Regions from separate parts of the Mus musculus genome. Here region 1 is linked to region 2. The links are chromatin contacts, called in public Hi-C maps. All regions are on one chromosome and are shown on one strand. The core of a region is the stretch at or near the end of the contact, and the rest is flanking DNA. Distances in the headings are between cores, read along the strand shown. Region 1 holds the start of Nhlrc3 (NHL repeat containing 3). Region 2 overlaps Cog6 (component of oligomeric golgi complex 6).

Region 1 (5,690 bases), core at 700-3,199, 470 kb after region 2:
TCATTAGTTCCAGGCCAGCGAGAGAGAGACTTTGGTTCAAAAGACAAGATAGATAGCCCTGAAGAATGACAGTCTGCCCCCCATCCCACCCCCACCCAAATAAAGTTCCCTTGACAAGTTTAAAAGATCGGGATTATAGTGTTATTGAATTTCTTGATTATACAGTAGTGTGGTGCAAATTTGTAGAAAGACATGATTTTATGAAATATTAAGGAAATTATGATTAGATTCAGCAATGCTAGCCTTAAAGTGTATAAGCAAGAACATGGGCAAAGATGTGACTCTATCTAGGAAGGCAATTTAATAGATAGTACTACACATACCGCTTCCTACGTCCGTGATCCAGACGGACTGTTCAAATGGTGTGCCGGAGACAAACATACCATGGGGTGTGTCAACTGTATAATTCCAGGCTCGTAGGAAATAGCCATCCTCTGAGAACACTAATACCTTGGGGATGTTATCCCCTCTCTGAAGGCACACAAAAACAACTGCTTAGAATCACTCAATAGGAACGCTAATCTTTACTTTTGTCAGAGAAATCAAAATGAAAGTATAATAAGAAATTTAGAAGTGTGTAAAAAAAAAGCACTAACTTCAAAACTTAATAATTTCTAATGCATACAAATCTAAAATGTGCACTTGAAGCCAACTCAAAATTAAATTGCATAGTTAGCATACTATAAATGCAGCAGGCTATCTAGGTGGGAAACACTTCTTTCCTTTCTGTTCATCTTCTTTTTTTCCTTTTTGTCATGCTCAGATTGACTGTTCTTTTATTATTCCTGTCTGTTGTGATCAAACTGAATGTATATAATTAAAATTAAAAAAAAATCTCTAGTTGAAGAGATGGCTGAGCAGATGAAAGTGTTTGCTAAGCAAGACTGACACTCAGAGTTCAATCCTGGAAACCACTGGTAGTTGATAACCGCATTAACACTCTGGTCTCTCTTGACCTCACAGGCTCACATATTAAAAAAAAAAAAAAATGCATTCTACTTACTTGGGCTACGTAAACTAACCCGTTGAGGGAATCAACTGCAACACAAAATGTTGCACCAGTGAAGTATTCCGAATTCTTGGGCCAACCCAAATCCAGCCGGAAAAGAGGGTCCTCCATTCTCCAGGAAACGTGAAAAGAAAATGTCCTTGAAACCTCAAATAAAATCAAAATACTCAGATTCAGTTCGACAACCAGAAGGTAGCCGGAAATAAGATTGTATATCTAAAGATCAAAACAACCATAAGAAAAGTCTAATGATGACTTAAGAGTGTAGTAAGAGCTGGGGAAAATCCAGTGTGTGTGTGTGTGTGTGTGTGTGTGTGTGTGTGACTTAAGAGTGTAGTAAGAGCTGGGGAAAATCCAGTGTGTGTGTGTGTGTGTGTGTGTGTGTGTGTGTGTGTGTGTGATGTTTACTTATTTTTATTTAGACTTGTGTGCATGAGCTCGGGTGAGTTTATGTGCACCATGTGCCCACAAAGGCCAGAAGAGGGCATCAGGCTCCCTGGAACTGGAGTTACAGTGAGAGAGTGAGCCTTCAAGTTGGTGCTGGGAATCGAACCTGAGTCCTCTGAAAAAGCTGCTCGAGCTCCCAACCTCCGCGCCACCTCCCCAGCCCCACGTGCATTCTTTTTACACTAAATGAGAGGACGAGTCGTCAGCTGCTGAGCCCCAGGGGAGCAGGTTTGGGACCCCAGGGGCTGTACCCCTCGGTGGCACCCACACCCACAGCCTTCTGCCTGCTATTTACCAGCGAGCCACAGAAGCGCGAATGCAAAACCAGACAGGAAAGGAAGAAGGCGGCGCCCGCCAGGCAGACCCAGGCTCTCGCCATCGCGAGGGTCTGGGAGGCGAAAGTCAGCGAGGCCTGAAGCCGGCTCTAGGGCAGAGGCAGACTAAAGCACCGGGAAACTCGACCGGAGAACCGCCGAAGACTAATTCCGGGTGTCCTGCTCCTTGCTCCGCCCCGAGTCAGGCGCCCAGCGAGTGACCCTGGTCCCCACGCCGAGGTGCTCCTGGCCACTAGGATGGCGGCGTCCGCAGATCTTCCTGACCTACTTACTCTTCGCTCCTTTAAACTCACTTTCAAGAAGCAAAACAGAGCACCGAGAAACTGAAGAGTTAGGGGATCGTGACACTAAAACAATGACTACCACGCTCCGAAAAGGACTTTAGTCACGTCTGCTCCACAAGCATTCAGGCTTCTGCCGTGGACGCCTATATTCCCACACTAGGACCCCGCCCCCCCCCCCCGACGCCCCAAACTAATCATTTGTGCAAAAGCGACTTAAGGTGGCGGTGCACCATTGCGTCTTGTGGGCGCGACACGCTCTATCAAAGGTCCCCTGGAGCTGGTGGGGCATTTAGGGGAGCACCCGCTGGGCGCCTGGCCGTATGAGCGCTGAGGTGCTCGAGAGCCTCCCTTCGCAAGGCTCTGGCCCCCTTCGTCCGGCTCCTAGTGCGCCCCGGCCGCCCGCCCGCTCCCGGAAGCTACGAAAGCCCGTAACAAAGGACCTGCGGGGGCCGCCGGTTGCCGGAGCTGCGGGACCCCGGGATCGGGCGGATCGGCGGGTCTGAGCGCCCGCGGGGCCACGTGTCCCGGATCACGGCGGTGAGCGGAGCGTGGCTCGGCGGCCTTCCCCGGAGCACCCGGCTGTCGGCACCCTCCGGAGCCCTGATTTCTGCAAACGCACAAGCCCGCTCTGCTCTGAGCAGCTGAAGCTTTGTGTGAAGAAGCTACTGAAGTCTGATTTTTATTTAAAAAAACAAACAAACAACAACAAAAAAAAACCCAACTTTTTCCAAGTTTTCGTTCTGGGATTTTTTGTTTTGTTTTGGTGCAGTTTGCAATACTCTACCTCCTCGCCTCCTTTCTCCTCCTGGTGTATTATCCACGAGACGAACCTGGGATGAGCGTTTTGTAATTGCAAGAACTGTGAGACGTCACGACGGAATAGTACTCAAGATGGACAAAAAGTCCTTTGAGACGGTGCTGGATGAAATTCGAAAGGTAATTGACCTTGTTCCCTGAAATTCGTCTGAGATAATAATGGTCGTGAGTTACTTTCTTTGAGGTGTTGTGTGTAGTCAGCAGAGGAACTTGAACTTTCCTGTGTAACGTAAGAACTTGCATCTTGGTCCGTTGCACCGCTTAAATAGAAGATAAACCACCTCACTGCTAAACTTGGGAAGTCATTGTGGTACGGGAATTACGTTTGTACTACCTACAGCCCCGGAGCCAACTGTAAATCCGTAATAACTGAGCTTTTGGTTGACTGACATTTATTCAATGTTAACATGGTTCGGTAACAGGAGTGACTAGGCACTGGAAGGGATGCCGAGAAAGTTCTTTTCCAGATCTCTTCCCCTGCCTTTGCTCTCCTTCCATCTTTTTGACACTGTTTATATTTCCTATTTCCTGGAAGGAACCAGGCAGCAAAAAAAAAAAAAAAAAAAAAAAAAAAAATTTGGAATGTAAGGTTGAGGCTAAAAGTATCTCTTACATAAAAAATAGCAGGTTGCCTGTTTGACAGAAAGGGCAGTGCTGTGACCTCACAGCATCTCACAGCTTGCATCTGTTCGGCATCTCAAACGGTGCCCCTGACTGGCACTGCAAAAATTGGCGCCAGATCTAGAGGTTTTTGTTTTTGTTTTTTTGTTTGTTTGTTTGTTTTTTGAGACAGGGTTTCTCTGTATAGCCCTGGCTGTCCTGGAGCTCACTTTGTAGACCAGGTTGGCCTCGGACTCAGAAATCCGCCTGCCTCTGCCTCCCGAGTGCTGGGAATAAAGGCGGGCGCCACCACGACCAGCGGATCTAGAGTTTTGTTTTGCTCTTTGTAAGACCCCTTTTCCTCCCTTCCCCCCTTTTCAGATAACATATATTTAATCTTTCATATTTGGTGGTGCTGAATTTTTTTCTTTTCAAATAAACTTCTGCACTTGCTGAGTCTCATCTAATTAAAATTTGAAACAAAATGTCTTTTTATCATGTACTTAGAATTTGCCACAGTTGGTTTCTGAGCTGTTTTTTAACCATTCTGAGAAAATAAATTTTAAGTTAAGGTAGACATGAATGCAGACATGCATATGTCTATCTTCTCCCTTCTCAGCCTTGTAAAAATGTCTGGTAATAAATATCAACGAGGGAATCGGAAAGGCTCCAGAGATAAAAGTCTGTTCAGACGGGGTAGCCTTCAAGGCCACAGTTCTAGTCTGCAATCAAAATGTGTCGCCAGTTGGCTTTGCCAGATGGAGAAGACAGCGACAGTGTCTTAGTCTACTAAAATGCAGTAAAATAGATATGGGCGTTTTTAAGTAGGGGTGGTGCTATAATTTTTAGAAATTGCTTTAGATTTTGTAAATGTCCATGCCAATGGGCCTCCTCTTCTGTTGTTACTGTACACCCACAGGTAATACTGGCTCTCACTTCTCAAAGTAGAAGCATGTGAGAAGACACTTGGGGGAAAAATAGGAAAGGCATTGTTTTGTTTTCTCAAAATGGGAGTAATAAGAGCTGTTAATTAGTAAGCACTTTCTGTTTGACTCCAGCTTCTTAATTGGAGTTAGGTGGTGGACTCCCAGTGTACAACCCCAAGCCAAGCCCTCATTAGGTATCTAATACTCCCCCAGGAGTCTGGGGTTTTGGTGGTGGTGGTGGTTTTTGTTTTTGTTTTTTTTAAATGTGTTCCATGTCCTGTGTGGGGCCGCAGCTGGACCTCTCCAGCGTTAGGGGAAGATTTGAGATAGGATTGGTATCATCAGCTCAAGTCAGGATTTGGTCCCGAACCTTGCTTTTGACTGCCTCTTTAATGATAAAGATAAGAACACTCCTCAGCGTGCATTACCCAGAATGCCATGTAAACGCTGACCTGTTGAGCATCCCTGGATGATTTTTCTGGTCGTTGCATTTGCTCCTAGCAGAATGATATATAGAGAAAATACAAATATTATAGCTGTTTTGTGGTTCTGAGAGAATGGCTAGGTTGTTTGTTTGTTTGTTTGTTTGTTTTGTGTTTTCGAGACAGGGTTTCTCTGTGTAGTCCTGGCTGTCCTGGAACTCACTTTGTAGACCAGGCTGGCCTCGAACTCAGAAATCCGCCTGCCTCCGCCTCCGCCTCCGCCTCCCAAGTGCTGGGATTAAAGGTGTGCGCCACCACCGCCTGGCGGCCAGGTAATATTTTGTGATGAGTGGTTATAATCTACGGAAGCCTGCCTTGGTTTTTCCATTTCTGATGTCCACAGTAGCTGGTGGAGAGGCAGCTGTGACTTCTGCATAATGCTAGGGTAGAGGCATCTGCTCTCGTCCGCCGCTGATGGGTTCCCCAGGGGAACAAAGGCATTTCTCAGCCAGCTCTCTATCAGGTTTCCAATGATTAGGATCTTACTGCAGCTTGCTGAAGGTTATGATTGGGATTTCCCCTTTATGAATGAGGAAGCACGCTCTAAAGGCGTTGCGGGCCACGTTTGCTAGTTCAGGGCCAGCCTGGGCTTCATAGTGAGCCCGCTCTTGGAAGAAAGGGGGGGGGGAGGCAAATTGTATCAGTTAAAGATGTTGTGAAAATAGTTAGACATTGACAAATCTGAAACGTAATTTGTACTAATGTTGACTCTGGTACAATGTTGCTCCTTCTGGAGACCCAGCAAGTCTAAAGGATACAATTCCTTTTTCCTTAGTCTTAGTTGCTGCAGC
Region 2 (5,632 bases), core at 916-3,415:
GCATGAGTGTGGATATGTTTAGTAAGTGCAGGAGTGTATGCATGAGTGTGGATATGTTTAGTAAGTGCCGGAGTGTATGCATGAGTGTGGATATGTTTAGTAAGTGCCGGAGTGTATGCATGAGTGTGGATATGTTTATCAGTGTGAACGCGCCTGAGTATGTGTATACCTGTGTGAATGTACATGAGTGTATGCATTTGTGAGTTTGTGTATGTGTGTATTCACGTGTGTAACTGTGTCTGAGTGTGCATGTGAATGTGTGTGTGTGCATGCTGGGTAGTGCTAGGGATGGAACACAGAACTGCATGCATGCCAGGCAAGCATCCTACTGCTGCTCCAACTGGAGCTGTTCACTTGAAAACCATAACCTGAAGGTTCCATGAGTCTCTTGCAGAGGAATAACACACACACTGAAATCCTACTTATCACCTCAGGGAAAAGCACAGGTTTAGAGCAGGAGCCGGCAGTACAAAGTCTGTGCTTCACATCTGTCGCCACGCCTGCTTCTCTGCCACAATAGGAACCAAACTCGGAAAATAAAGAAATTCTAAACTGTGCTGGTGACGTGACTGAGGCCTGATAGAAGATTCCAGTACACGATAAATCCTGGGAGAACTCATAAAAGGAGCACACACTCAGGAGCTGTGACTGGGCTCCAACTGAACGTCAAGAGAGCAAAGCTGTTACCTAGGACATTCTCACCACACAGTAAGCCATGGGCAGCCCTGCCTAAGGAAATCCCACTTGAAATGTCTTGTTACGCACTTACCATTGCAGCCTTCAGCGCCACAGCATCCAGGTTGGGCATATTGGCTAAAGAACCCTAGAAGAAAGTTATAAAAATGGTTCATTAGAAGATTGCCCAAGTTCAGAAAAATCACATAGTTGTTTCCAAAGAAAAGCGGCTTCTCGTAACTACAGTAAGAGTAGGGCGGTGACTGAGGAGCAAAGGCGCAAGTTATCAACAACGGAAACACCACCACCCTTGAGATGTACTCGGAGCAAGGAAAGGAAAGTGACAAGCACTTGGAGGCTGCGGCCAGGTGTGGAGGCTGCTGCCCTCCAAGCGAGCAGAGAACAGCGAAGTTGCACTGTCAATCCATTTCAGAAAAATTAGAGAACAAAAGCTGCTAATTCTTTGCTTAATTTTTAAGGCAGGATGGTACTTTGTATTAGGGTTTCCCATCACCCCAGGACCTATTAGTACTGGGGTTCTGTTCTGTAAGATTATTTCAGTTCAGAACATTTTTCTTTACTGATCTGCTAAGTTAGATGGAGGATTATATTACTTGTCTAGCAATCCATACATTCATTTGGTTGAAAATAAAATGGGACTTTAAAAATCCATCAGTATGAACATTGCATACACTTTGTAACACCAGTTTCTCTGTCTTCGCATCTTGTGACACTAATTCCTAAATATTCTCATTACTTTTCACCAATAATTATTCTCATTCTCAGGCGTTCTCCTAGCCCTGACAGTCACTGTACTTAGCCTGTCTCAGCGCAGGACATGAACACAGAAGACAGCTAATCCGTAGCAGGGCCACGATTAAACTCTAGAGTCATCTCTAGAAGCCACCCCAGCTGCCCCTTTGCCAGGCCAAGTGGTACGCACCTGATCAGGTCTATGTTGCTGTATAGTGTTGTAGATGTAGCTCAAGCCAACTCTAGTTAAAACATAAGAGGCTTGCTCATTGATAAGAGTGTCCAGATGGGCTTCAATCTACAATAAAGCACAGCAGAAGAAGCACTTAGAAGAGAACTATCAGTAAGAGCAGAGCACACTGGGCCGGCGGGCGGCCATCATGGACCTGACAGGCAGCCTCCGTCTGTCCGAGACAGCTGCTGCTTCCCTTAGTTACAACTAACCAACAGTTCCAGGGCTGGCCACTAGCTAGGAAATATGGGTGCCTGTTCTCTCAGCTGTTTCAAAAGCAGAACTCGGAAGTCGTCACAACCATGTGAAATAAATTACTCAGGGAGAACGAGGCCTTGAAGGCTACATCCTGAGCCTGCCTCCCTCCCTTCCCTGGACAGCCCAATCTCCGAAGAACCTTGGTGAGAATCGGCGCTGCAGCTGAGAAATGAGGCACCTGCAGGAAAGCGCCCCAATAAAAGGAAGCTGCTCTTCCCACTTGCCAGCCTCCCCCTTCCCTTACACACCACGAAGCGTCCCCAATTTTACAATCTGTCAACTACACAGAGCACCACCAACTCCCGTCTCTGCGCTATGTCAAAGCCTGCCTAGTTCAAGCCACTCCAGCACCAGCCTTCCTCCCACCAAGAAGCCTCCCACGTTCTTCTTTTTCATGTAAATACCCAAGGAAGCATAACTAAGGGTCCTTACTTCCTGGATTTACTGAAACCTAAAAAAAATAGTTCGTTCAAATGTAAGCGTTTAATGAAAGTGAAAAAGAAGACAGTGCTGACAGCCAAGTCAGTGAACTGAAAAAGAAAGAGACAGAAAATATCAAAGAAATGAGACAAAGAGTCGCACAGTAAACTGGAGAAGAGACCCATGATATAAAATGAAACAAAGATAGGATCTGCAGAGTGTAAGAGAGTAACACACAGAGAGATGACAGATAGACAGACAGACAGTCAGACAGAGTGAAAAGTTTGAATCTTTGAACGGAAATGGCTCTCAAATGTTTATGATGGGAATAATCGGAAAAAAGAAATACCTAATATGTTGTGGAGAAGTAACTGAACCCAAAGAAAAATCCTTACAGGCTTCTAGGTGGACAGAGCCTGTTATTCCAGGAGGCTCAGACTTGCCTGATCTTAGCAGCAGTGCTGGGGAAAGCTAGATGACAGCTGGAGAGGAGTGAGGTGATGGTGGGATCTGGAGCCTCAACCCAACAACACAAACTGTAGCTGGAGGATCCCATGAACCTCAGTCTAGCTTTACCCCTGTATGTCTCTAGAAGTGTGTGTGCAGAGTCCAGCGCACACATCATACGTGGTGGGGAGCATAGAGACTCTGGACAAACTAACAAACTCCATCTAACAGATACGGAACTTTGTGCCATGCAGAAAATGTACAGAACTGCAGACAAGCATGTAACTGCTGGTAATGCAAAATAATGAACATTTTAAGGAAATAGATCTGAGACAAGTGGCAGAGAATTGGGGTTGACTTAGAAACAAATATGCAAAACATACTTATGAAGTATGGAAATTAATCATTCTCCCTTACATGGCTCAGTTATCAGCACTGAAAAGAGGAGAGACTCTTCAGAAGGCCATCTCCTGCCTCAGACTATAGTGTAGGTCAAGAAGGCCAAAGTGACCATGAGGCAGGAGGACGAGGTCGTGAGGAATAGAAGACACAGATAAGCATGAGGGGCTGAGGGTGAAGCAGCAGGAGAGGGCATGGGGTGGGGACAGGAGGACGAGGTCGTGAGGAATAGAAGACACAGATAAGCATGAGGGGCTGAGAGTGAAGCAGCAGGCAGCAGGAGAGGGCATGGGCTGGGGACAGGAGGAACAGAGGAGAGGGCAGTGGACAAGCACACATGCACTCATGCAGATGCTATCCTGAAGCCCATTATTTGTGTGCTAAGCTAAAAGGTATTAAAAACTGGATCCTCTCCAAAACCTTAAGTGTCACACACCAGAATTTAGAGCTGCCAATGTACATTCCAAAGGAAATGAGTGTACAAATAGGTGAATGGGAGACACTAGTTCACAACTGTGCCTTTGTACAGCAAACTCCAACATTATTAAGATGTTATTATTATTGATCCTCCTCAAGTATTTTTAAAAGAGTTAGAAATTAGAAAATTTACATATATAAAAGCTACTTCTCAGAAAAACACAAAGCAACAAATCAAACTTACTATATTCACTACTAAAGTGTTCGTGCTTTTTATAATAGAACATTCGGGGTCTTTGCTTCAGCCTTGTTCCCTTGAACGCTGCACTACCAGTCAGTGCATCAGTACCCAAGTGTTAGTTAGGTAACTTACAGATGGCTCTGACTCAGCCATCATTCAGTTTTTGAGAGACACCAGCGGGCTAACGGGAACAGTGACTGTTAAAGAAGTGTTTGCCTGGTACTGCTTCTGTCCTCTGTACCACCTGCTGTACACAGTGCACTGCTGGAGAAATACAGCCTGCCATGTAACACGGCATCTGCATAGCACTGAACATTCAAGTCCATCAGAGAGCTTCCTGGCACCATCCACACTACAATCTCATCACGTTCCTCACATTCTGGCATCTCTAAAACTGAAAGCCAAAATTGTGTGTGTGTGTGCTTGCAAGCGCATACAATCATGCATGCATGTGTTTACATCCTCTGGATAGACTACCTTAAGGAACTCATGGAGTTAGGCCATTGACATTTGTCAAAAGCTGGTATGCTGAAAATGCAAAATCAGAGAATCCTCTTTCTAGCAAAATTCACCTGAAACTGAAGCATTTCTAGGCGCCTGTCTGTGAATTCGAACAGAGCCAGGGTTGTCTTCATCATGTACAGTGAGTTGACCATGAACGTGGCCATGTCAGCTGTGCCTAAATTGCTGGCTGACACTGTACACATCTGGAGGAGAGGATCCAGGGCACAGGACAAAACCTGCAAATGACAAGGAAATGGATTATTTCCTAATCAGGAGATGGTCCAGGATGTATAGCCTTTCAGAATTAAATGCAAAACTAACTGAGGATAGCCAGCTAACTTATAAACAAGTGCATGAAGGAGAGATTTAATAACAAGACCAGATAGCTTAACAACAGGCATCGACGGGGCTGGAGAGATGGCTCAGTGGTTAAGAGCACCGACTGCTTTTCCAAAGGTCCAGAGTTCAAATCCCAGAAACCACATGGTGACTCACAACCATCTGTAATGAGATCTGATGCCCTCTTCTGGTGCATCTGAAGACAGCTACAGTGTACTTAGATATAATAATAAATAAATCTTACAAAAAAAAAAAAAAACAGGCATCGACAAATTACCTTTAAAAATCAAGAGCTGATTTAATCTTGAAGAAAAATCAACACTGAAGAGATTGTCAAAGTGCATTGCCACTCACACCAACGTGTGACAGAGTGTGTGATGGAGGGGAGCAGGCACTCAGGGACTTAAAAACTACCTGCACAAAGTCAGCCTGCCGAGCATCCAAGGGGATGACTGAAGAATCATGCGACGCCAGAATATCCCGCAGCAAAGTGAGGGTCTGACTCAGGGCAGAGCTGGGTCCGAGGTCAGGTGGTGGGAGCTCAACCTGGACAAAGAGAGCAGTTACCACGCCTGTGTACTCTTCAGTTACCCACGCCTGTGTACTCTTCAGTTACCCACGCCTGTGTACTCTTCAGTTACCCACGCCTGTGTACTCTTCAGTTACCCACGCCTGTGTACTCTTCAGTTACCCACGCCTGTGTACTCTTCAGTTACCCACGCCTGTGTACTCTTCAGTTACCCACGCCTGTGTACTCTTCAGTTACCCATGCCTGTGTACTCTTCAGTTACCCACGCCTGTGTACTCTTCAGTTACCCACGCCTGTGTACTCTTCAGTTACCCATGCCTGTGTACTCTTCAGTTACCCACGCCTGTGTACTCTTCAGCTGTGTACAACACGGAGGGCTCGTGACGCCCTGTCTAATATACTCCAGACTCAAGTTAGC

Evidence for each region. A called contact is a pair of places that touch in the nucleus more often than the background predicts.
Region 1: a Hi-C map of centrocytes shows a contact between it and region 2, with 2.8 times the contacts expected there. The contact joins the promoter of Nhlrc3 here to the enhancer-like site in region 2. A contact is called at or near these places in 8 of 39 promoter capture datasets (the C10 cell line, the HPC-7 cell line, cranial neural crest and 4 more), 2 of 15 datasets of contacts at CTCF or cohesin (large pre-B cells and pro-B cells), 8 of 484 Hi-C or Micro-C datasets (the G1E-ER4 cell line, bone marrow-derived macrophages, centrocytes and 5 more), 30 of 115 datasets of contacts at active chromatin or transcription factors (the 230-238 cell line, the NIH/3T3 cell line, T-cell acute lymphoblastic leukemia and 24 more) and 3 of 9 other capture datasets (adipose tissue, embryonic stem cells and pancreatic islet).

The regions. Positions count from the first base shown.
Region 1 is chr3:53,461,309-53,466,998 of GRCm38.p6, forward strand. It overlaps Nhlrc3 (NHL repeat containing 3), which reads right to left and starts at 1,950. Exons shown (of 7, transcript NM_172501.2): 1 at 1,752-1,950; 2 at 1,004-1,156; 3 at 324-471. The coding sequence starts at 1,835. It overlaps Proser1 (proline and serine rich 1), which reads left to right and starts at 2,487. Exons shown (of 13, transcript NM_173382.2): 1 at 2,487-3,011. The coding sequence starts at 2,967.
Region 2 is chr3:52,988,341-52,993,972 of GRCm38.p6, forward strand. Cog6 (component of oligomeric golgi complex 6) reads right to left here. Exons shown (of 19, transcript NM_026225.3): 14 at 5,100-5,231; 15 at 4,415-4,582; 16 at 1,619-1,726; 17 at 770-823. Among named protein-coding and RNA genes, the nearest start is that of Cog6, 26 kb to the right of the region's middle. Within about 2 kb of position 2,166, at least 41 of the 459 cell types and tissues checked have an H3K27ac peak or open chromatin away from gene starts, as enhancers often do. A contact at or near this core is called in centrocytes, where this site is marked.